Regions from separate parts of the Gossypium arboreum genome. Here region 2 is linked to region 1. A link is a contact called in public Hi-C data. All regions are on one chromosome and are shown on one strand. The core of a region is the stretch at or near the end of the contact, and the rest is flanking DNA. Distances in the headings are between cores, read along the strand shown. Region 1 has its middle 97 kb from the start of LOC108468386. Region 2 holds the start of LOC108484312 (protein IQ-DOMAIN 17-like).

What was found. A called contact is a pair of places that touch in the nucleus more often than the background predicts.
Region 2: a contact with region 1 is called in a Hi-C map of leaf, with 1.9 times the contacts expected there. The contact joins the promoter of LOC108484312 here to the enhancer-like site in region 1. A contact is called at or near these places in 2 of 5 Hi-C or Micro-C datasets (both in leaf).

Annotation. Positions count from the first base shown.
Region 1 is chr8:58,187,365-58,192,515 of ASM2569848v2, reverse strand. No RefSeq gene overlaps it. Among protein-coding and RNA genes, the nearest start is that of LOC108468386, 97 kb to the right of the region's middle. Within about 2 kb of position 2,600, at least 2 of the 2 cell types and tissues checked have an H3K27ac peak or open chromatin away from gene starts, as enhancers often do. A contact at or near this core is called in leaf, where this site is marked.
Region 2 is chr8:58,445,559-58,450,709 of ASM2569848v2, reverse strand. LOC108484312 (protein IQ-DOMAIN 17-like) reads right to left here and starts at 2,660. Exons shown (of 4, transcript XM_017788089.2): 1 at 1,982-2,660; 2 at 1,562-1,882; 3 at 1,222-1,464; 4 at 83-1,124. The coding sequence starts at 2,107. The coding sequence ends at 195.

The sequences.
Region 1 (5,151 bases), core at 1,351-3,850:
GAAATTATTTAATATATAGATTAAAAACAATTAGTCATATACCCAAAAAACTTTAAAATTATTTTAAATAATAGTATTTCAAAATTTTAACATAAAATTTTCACACTAATTACCCTAAAATCCTAACCCCTTAACCCCTAAACCTTTAACCCATGTCCCCTTAACCCTAAAACACATATTTTCTAAACCTTAAACCCTAACCCTTAACCCTATAACCCTTAAATCCCTAACCCTTGTCCCTTTAACCCTAAAACCCATATCCCTTAACCCATAACCCTTAACCCTGACCCCTAAATCTTAGACCCCAACCCTTAAATCATAAACCCTAAATCATAAACCCTAAACTATAATAATAATTGATTTAATATTTTAAATTTAATATTATCTCTTTTACGATTATATAAGAATTTATTTAATATATAAATTGACAAACAATCAGTTATATGCCCAAAAGGTTTAGAATTATTTTAAATAATAGTATTTTAATTTTTTAACATAAATTTATCACACTAATTCCCCTAAACCCTAAACCCCTAACCCTTGTCCCCCAAACTCCTAAACCCCTAACCCCTATCATATTAACCCCTAAACCCCTAACCCTTAACCCTTAACCCTTAAACCTTAAACCCCAACCCTTAAACCATAAACCATAATCCCTAAACCCATAATCCATAAACCTTAAAATAGTAACTCATAAACTATAAATAGCCTAAACCATAAACCCTAAGCCATAATGATAATTAATTAAATATTTTAAAATTAATATTATCTCTTTTACGATTATATAAGAATTTATTTAATATATAAATTGACAAACAATCAGTCATATACCCAAAAAGCTTTAAAATTATTTTAAATAATAGTATTTTAATTTTTCATTTTTAACATATATTTTCTATGTTTTTATTTTCAAATTTTTGTACATGTCACTATTTTTTCTGAAGAATTTAAATATTCAATTAAAAATAAATTGTATTTTAATTAATATAAATAAACCATTTAAATAATAAATAGACAGATAAAATGTTTTTTACGGCGTTTTTGACAATGCGCTGCTAAAGCTCGATCTTTAGCTGCGTTTTTCAAAAAGCACCGCTAATGCTACTAAAGCTCAACATAAAACAACGACATCTTACTGAATTTCTTTGCGGCGTTTTTAAAAAGCGCCGCTAATGCTAGATCTATAGCGGTGTTTTTCAAAAAGCGCCGCTAATGCCACTAAAGCTAACATAAAACGGTGTCTTGCTGAATTTTTTTGCGGAGTTTTTTAAAAAGAGCCGCTAATGCTCTATCTATAGCGGCGTTTTTAGAAAAGCGCTGCTAATACTCGATCTATAGCGGTGTTTTTCAGTAAACGCCTCTAATTCTCGATCTATAGCGAAGTTTTTAAAAAAAAGCTGCTAATGCTCAATCTATAGCGCTGTTTTTTGTCCAAACGCCGCGAAAAACCTGTTTTGCTGTAGTGAATTGCTCTCCGAATGAACTTTTCTTCTCCTACTTATTTTCAAATTTTGTTTTTCATTTGGAATTTTTTTTTTTCATGGAGAATAAAAGAGAGTTCGGATTGTGACGAGGAATGATATTTCGTTGAGTTGTTCATATGCTTGCTCGAGGTAATGATATGTATTGGAAATGGAAGTTAATTAAAGACAACAAACTTGGGTTAGAAAGCCTTGTTAAATTAGTTACATTATGAGAAGAAAATAATTGGAGAGAAAAACTGTAGTGATAAACTACTTAATCCATCCATAAAAGGATCCATGTAATTACGATAATTCCGTAGAAAAATTATGGAAGGTTCAATTGCCCGTGTGTGTAAAAAATTGCACTGATTTACCGTCGAAGAGTTTGGATGATCACGAGTACATTGAGGAATATATTAGTAATCTAAATTCTCAATGTGGAAATTGATTATATGACGTGTTATGTTCGTATTGGTTCAAAGCCACACAATTTCAAATTTAGGGCTTTTGCGTAATTTAGATGATGACTATATTCAAAACATGCATGTTTTTTTTTAAGGTTAAAATGTGTTATAATTTTTATAAATTTGAAATTTAATTGGTATAATTTTATTTTGAGAAGTTTAGTTTTTTATTTTTAGATATTAAAATTTAAGTTCACTTGTTAATATTATTAAAATTATTTTATTAAATTGATTCATTGCAACGGATCTTTTAGTTATATAATTATTTTTATTTATTTTAAATTATCACACCAACAAATTGAATTAAAAAAACTTAATAGTGTTAATAACTAGACTTAAATTTTAAAATCTGGAAAATAAAAAACTAAATTCTTAAAACAAAAGTGTAAGAACTAAATTCTAAATTTGTGAAAAGTAACTATATTTTAAAAAGATAGTAAATGTTAAAAATTGAATTTTATATTTTAAAATTCCTAAATATAAAATAAATTTCTCTCAATTAATTAGGACTGCTTTGCATGAGAGATTCGAATTAGGGGTAATGGGAAAATTTTATGGGTTAAGTAATAATGGGTAAGAAAGGTCCTCGGATTCGTATTTGAGTGGACCTGCTTTCAATGGGCATGCAGAGTCAGTTGTGGACGACAGCTTTCATTTTTCCCCATGCAATTGTTGGTTGAGGCTGAGTAAATTGCATTAATGGCTGCAAATTTAGTCAGCCAGCTTCCATTGGATTGGAAGCGCCCATCCTGGTTTTATTCTTTCTTTGTTATTCATTTATTGGGGTCGGGAGGTGGTAATAAAGTATGTGTTTGATTCATCACCTAGGAACATTCCATAAACTATGTACAAACACAAATGCCATTGCTTTATGTACAAAATTAACATTATCCTTAATTAATTACTAGTTGGTTTCACTACAATTTGAATCTTCAACTTGTTCATATTTTCATTAATTTGCTCATATCTTTCATGCTACTTTACTAATATAACATTCAATTCATGAAATGGGTTTTGGTTTTTTGCATTTAAGGTATTATTTTATGATTTAATCACTTTCGTTTCCATTTATGGAAACAATTTTCCTTCTTGGATGCCAACAACTCCAGCGCCACCATATATAGGTAACCTATTCTGATGTATGCTGTTGAAGGATTTTTTGTTATGGTCATATTTACTCGTAAGTTGCAATCCCTAAAACCTGTTTTTTCTTTTTCTTCTTTTTTTTTTATTTTTATTTTATTTTATGCTTTACGCTTTTCTTTTTTTTCCTTTCTCTTTCTTTCATGATAGTAATAGGTTAAATCTATTCAATTAGTAAGTTCATTTCTTTCATCGATGTAAATCTAAAAGCTAAATTATTGAAATTGATAGGTATTATGTCTACACTTCTTAAGTTTACCTTACGCAGCATTAGTTTTGTCGGACAATCGTTCAACTAAAGTCATCTCATAAATTAAAATTAATTATAAAATTAAGATTTTGCGAGCGCAAGACTCATTAAGCCCTCAACCTCATAAGTTCATGACATCTCAAGCATATATTATGAGACTACATTCCTAATATATATAGAATACGTTTCATTCATACATTACATATATTCGTTGTTCTAACATGACATCCCATATTTACAAGTAAAGAATATCAATAGGTCAGCTAAGCTTCAAAAAGTATGAAACTAAGCATCTCGAGAAGGACTGATGGCACCACTTTATAAGACCATCAAGAATTAAGGAATAGGGATCTCTCTTTTTGAATAAGAAATAGGGAGCTCTCTTTTTGATCTCTCTCTACACCCTTACTGAAGTATATATCTTTCTTCCCCTCTAGTGCTTTTTTCTTCCAAGAAATACTTTAATTATTCATAATGACTCTCCACCCAGTAGGTGAACTATTGCAAATTATCATAATCCCAATCTTTGTATCAATAATAAAAATTAAAAATCTTAGGAATACAAAATATTTGCACAATTATTTTTTAGATTTTTAACAAAAAATTTGACTTTTCATTACATTTTGATTATTTTGTAAATATTTTTGTAAATTATGACCTCTCATATTTTTTATAAAATTTTATGACTTTTAATTATTTTTATTTTTGAAATATTTCAAGATAATTGAACTATTTGATTCAACCGATACGGTGGTGGATTTTATTTTTTCCCAATTATGCTTTTTTTTTTCTCATATTCTTTGCTTTGATTTGGCAGGGAAAAAGAAGAGCAAAAACGAATGTTGAAGTATTTTATAGAAAATATTATTGTATACCCTTGTCTTCCCTCCGCTGTTTCGCAGCTTTTTAACGAAGAAAACTACATTGTCTGATGTTAGCAAAAGAAAAAGGGGAAAATATTGCAGACTTGGGAGGCACTTTGTAGTACGTTTGGGAGAATCTAACATAACAAAAGTAAAGCGATAAAGTACTGGCTTATCGCAGAATATAACTATGTTACCTATAAATTTCTTTTTCTTGATTGATAGTTGAAAATATTTAAAAATAATCAAAATTTTTAAAAATAATAAATTTTATCATAAAATTTTATTATAATATATATCAAATAATTTTATACAATTTTTTTTAAATAAATAAATTGAACTACAACCTTGAAAAAACTCTTAAAGTGATAATAAACTTGATCATGGATTGGGTTCATGCCAGACCAATGCAAAATTTTAAGTCTCTTTTTTAGGCTCGGGCCTAGCTCGACCTAGCTCAACCTAGATTAAAAATATGAATCCCGAGCCCAATCCGGTCTGTCCGTATTAATTTTTTAGATTATTTTTTAAATAAAAACTATTTAAAAAAATATAATACATCATATACACTAAAATCATTAAAATAAATGTTTCCCAAAAAATTGAAAATACATTAAAAAAAACTCTTTATACTTAGATAACATTAAAATAGTTGCAAACTAGCAAGAAACTATCTCTAAAGTAGTAGCAAAATTAATAATAAAACAAGAGTTATGCAATATCCAAACAATAATAACAAAATAGTAGCAATGTAATAGTCAAATGACAACAAAACAATAGCGAAATGGTAGCAAAACAACTTATTCGAGTTGGGCTGAGCCAAGAAAATCCTACTCAAGGTCTGTCCCGTTTAGAAAACAAGTCTTATCTTTTGTCCAAACCCATTTCTCGGCCCTATGTTTTTTTCCAAACCCTCTCACTTTTCGAGCGGGCCTTCGGACTTGGACAGGTAGCTCGGCCATGATCAA
Region 2 (5,151 bases), core at 1,411-3,910, 260 kb before region 1:
AGGTTCCATAATGTTTTATGTAAGACGACTGACATCGATTGTTTAGTTTTCTTTAGTGGTCCAGTGAGGTGGATGCTAATAATTTACTTATGATGATGATAATGGAAGCATTAATCATTAACTCCTAATAACAACATACTTCTCGAGACACTATATCCCTAACTCAATTACATGATGCTGCTCAAGCCCTAGGTTTACCTCAACCACTTCCTAAGATCATTTGTCGACGGTGGAAAGATGTCTTCTCCATGACCAAGACTATCTGCATAACAAGATGACAAGTTGGATTTATGTTCCATGCCAAAATGGCCTCCATGACTGCTCTTATAGCTAGGACTTCCCAAGTTATAATCATAATAAACTTCATCTTTAATGCTTTCTTCAACACCACTTTGTTCAGGTGCTGGGAATAACAGACATTTTTTGGCAGATCCCACTTTCTCTCTTTCCGGGGTTGAGCAGTGTCTCTGCTTTGGTGCACTTTGTGACCGAACCCGAGCCATAGCAGATGCTGTAGCGGCCATGTAGTTTGGCATTGCTGCAGCATTACCACTCACTCTATGGTAAGATCCTGTGTTGGGTGTATGAGCCGGTGATGGGGGGAACCTCTCTTCTTTGAGGTATCGAGGGCTAGCTGAGTAAATTTGGAGAGGCTTGGCCTTTGACGGAGATGGTGTGATTGAGCGAATGGGGAGACCATTGATGGTTTTGTGGAGAGGGGACGCAACAGAAAATGAACTAGGCCTTCGTTGTTGGTAGTGGTATTGACTGTTGGGGTTCTGGGAATGGGGGGCTGAGTAAGAGTAGGGTCTAGAGGTGTCGATTTCAACAGTTTTTATGGGATCTATGTGGTCAGATGACATTCTGCCTGTACTCTCCCATTGCTTCCTTGTTGTCCACCGATCAACCCATCTGGTTTTTCCGTCAACCTCGTCCTCACTTTCAACAGTGTTTCTATCACCTGTCCAAATCTGGTTAGAGAATGCTTGAGCGAGAGCCTTTTCACGCTTCATGGTAGCTTGCTTTGTCTTCTGCAAAATGGCTTGAATCTCCTTTAGTGTTTTCGGGTGCTCGTCCCAATGGGTCCTCCAATCATCGTCATACTTGCTCTCTTCTCTAGAGTACTGCATCACAAATTACAAGTTCAATAAACAAGTACAAGCTGTAAGCTGTTGATGAGTTGAAGCTTAAAACAAGTCATCTTTGAGTCGTATTTCTTACAATGGAATTCTTGTCTGCAAGATACGAGCTCCATAAGGTGTTGGTCCTGTGATCACTGAATATAGAGTCCATGCTTCTTTCATGCACAGAAAGCCTCTTACGTTGATCACGAACCCGGGCCTGCACTCGAGCCATAGCCTCCATGCATCTGAGAGTAATATTCGCTCGCTTTCGGACATTGTGTCCTCTCACTAAGGCTTGCAGCTTCACCAGCCCCTTGAGTGCCCGAAGAGCTCTCTTTGCCTTCAAAACCACAATTGTTTTTCTTAGTCCAAAAACCTTTTCCTTACGAAACCAATATAAATTATTCAAGAAACAAAGATCATTGCTACGTTATTACCAGATAACCTCTGAAAGCTGTCTGTATAACAATAGCAGCAAAGTGTTCTCTCAAGAAAACGGAAGGCCTGGTGAGCCGAACTACTTCTACAGCAGCTTGTGCGGTTGCTACTGCTGCTTGAGCAGCTGCTGTAGTAGCAATAGCCACTGCAATGGCATGTGATCTTTGCTCAGCTTCGGGAACGGTATTCAGTGCTGAGGTTTCTGAATTAGTGGCAACTTTAGCATTGGTTATTGTGACTATGGTGCTTGCTTCACTGTGTTGTATCACTGTTTCCTGATACGAAGGCTTCTTGAAAATCCATCTTCGTTTCCCTCTTTTCTGCGCAAACCAAGAAAAAGAACATTGAGTTAAAGTTAATCACATGCACAAACAAAAACATTCAAGAGAAAAAGGAAAAGTTGAAGAGAGAATAATAACCTTCTCTTCTTCCTCTTGTTCACCATCTTCTCTCCTTCTACAGCTCCTCTTATCGTTTTCCTTAGTAGGAGACCTAAAGGCTTTCTTGACTGCAGTCAACCAAGAGTTTCCTCCAATCTTCCCCATAGAAGAGTTGACACAAAAAACAAAGCTAAATGAGAAATGGTGCTTTTAATTCATAGCTTCATAGGAGCTTCACCAAAGGGGAGTGGTTGGCATGTTTAAATGCAAAAGGCTTAGATATAAATGAAAGGGAAGGCAAGGACAAAAGGGGTTGATAGCAAGGTTAGCTAGTCGTTGCATTTGGGAATAGTCGGAACAGTCACTGCATTATATTATTATTAAGCTTTATAAAGCTGATGTGTGCAGTGAATAAATGCTAAAAGATATGGTGTTTGCTTGTGGCGTGGAGAACACTAATGGACTTGTGTGTCAGGCAGTTTTTCAGACAAGATGAAAAAGTGAGTGAGTAACCTCGATAACGCTGAAAGTTGGATGGATATATATATAATTATTACTGAAGAAGCGCTAGCCATCAGGTGAGGTCTTGGTTTCGCCTTGCTATGAGTGCCTCCTTTAAGCTAATAAAAAATTGACCAAGCTCTCTCGGCTCTTTCACTGTTCGAAAGTGCCCATTGTCCATCTCATAAGCTTTGAGAGATACTGCAAATTTTTTTCCTAGGAAGGATTTTCATAAGAATGTTGGCATGATATAAAGGATTGGATTTATTCTCACCGAAATCTTTAATTTATCCTTCAGCTTAATCCACACACTTTAGTCTTTAAAATTTCTTTTCTTTTTATTATTATTTTAGTTTTTAAAGTTTTCTTTCTCACTTTAGTACCCTACATTATCAAACATTCTCAATTCAATTTTTAGATTTGAAAATTTAACGAATGAGATATTCAATCAATTATACACCGCCAAGACTCATACAATAGTATTATCACCGAAAATACCTAAAAATCATTTTAGAAAATAAAAGTTACAAAAATTATTGAAATTATAAAATAAAATTTAAAAATTACTAAATTAAAAAGTAAAAATTTTAATATTTTGAATTTTATAAATCATAAATTTTAATATTTTGAATTTTATAAATCATATTTGTTAGAATTTGAGTATAGGATTGTTGTATCTCGAAAAGATGCCATTTACCTTAATTGTTTTATAATTCAATCACTATAAATTTATAATTGGTAAATCTTTTAGGAAATGAATTTGGATATATATTTTTAATTATTTAAATAATAAAATAATGCTATTTCAATTAAATAATAATTAAAATAATATTTTTAACTATTTCAAATTTTTTACTATCTCAATACAAATTATTAGTCTCTACACCAATATCTTAATTTGCAAACAAATTTTTTAAAAGTGAAGTGAATATCTAAATATTAACATACACATCCGTTACCTTAAAAAATTTGAATCCTAATGTTTTTTGAATCCTTAATATTTTTTTTATCACAATTACAAATCAAATGCCCGCAAATATCTAAATATGCCATCGTTCTACCTAAGGCCACCATTGTTGTTAAGTGTTTGACCATTCCAAAGAACTATGGTACAAAATAAAGAGAGCATATGCACGATAATGGATGAAGGAAGTTACTCCAGATATCGTTTTGATCCGATTAGTAAATTTTAGCTAATTTTAAATCAAGTACTTTACGGACTAAATTGAAAAGATAAAAAATATTAAAAATAATCTAATTACAAAATTAACAGCGGACTTATGAAATTAACCATCTAAAACTCAAGAATGTGAATTTCTAAAGCATTTTGTAACCATTTTGGACTTCGATTGCCTAACCAAAATATCATGACTAAAGAACAAAGCTTGGAGAACTGGCCTTCAGAGCAAAGGCATCACGTAGCAACGTGCCTTAAAGGGAGGCCATTGTCCCGATGACGTGAGAAGGGCGTCCCAACGTCGAACCTAAGTCCTAACGATGTTCAAACGTCGTCTCGACGTGCCATAAAATTTTGCAGCAATCAAACTAGCAATTTGGCAAACTGAAGTTTGGACACTTCCCCACTTACCATTTCGTGCATTAAAGGTTTAAACCCAATCCGAACAAGTCACATAATACATTCATACAATATTTAAGGCATGCTCATACTCATCACAACACATCATGGCATAATTTGACTCCCTAAGTAAATGGTACATGCATGCATCCAACATTAAACTCAAAATCAATTACTTAATTTGCCAAATTAACATGCCGTGCTTTTCTAGGGAGCCTATATGCACAAAATGAACCAAATGGCCAAATTAATTGATGTACTGTTCTAACACCCCTAACCCGTATCTGTCGCCGGAACAGAGTTATGGAGCATTACTGGAACTTTCAGAACATTTACAGATAAATCATATCAATCACTGTTCATCTTCCGATATTATTCAAAACGTCCCTTAAATGGACCCTCTGTAACACCCCTCACCCGTATTCGACGCTGGGATAGAGTTCAAGGCATTATCGGGGCTTTACACATATAACACACTATTTGGGTCGTAAATTTTTGCTCAGATTTAAAACCTTTCAACCATGAATATCTCGTCCCTTATACAGGCCTTCGAGGCCTATAACGTACCTAAAGGCAATGCGGGACAAATTCGGGCACGTTCGATAAACCTTGGGCTCTTCAAAAAATTTTCCTTATTTTAAAGTGTTACACGCCCGTGTAGATGGGCCGTGTGGACTCACACGCCCTAGTGACTTGGGACACGCTCATGCCCTTCGGCCGTGTGCAACATTGACTTATCAACATGGCCATGGCACACGCTCGTGCTTCCTGCCCGTAGACAACACTGTCTTTTAGACACGGCAAGGATACACGTCCATGTGGCCTACTCGTGTGCATTTTTTATTTAAAATTTTAAGTGCAAGGGACACACGACCATAGCCCACCCTCATGGGAAGGAACCGCGTGTCACACACGGCCTAGACACACGCCCGTGTGTCTGACCATGTGGACCCTAATAGGCTATTTTCCAAGCCTTAAGTCACCCCTTTCTACTCTTTATACTTAGTGGTTACCAAGTTTGAAGGAAAACATGATTATACACTTGCAAATAATCTTGATAAAACTAGTTGTATGAAAACCTCATATCATTGGTTTCATACATGCAAGGTTATTTCCCATTTAGTGTTTATGA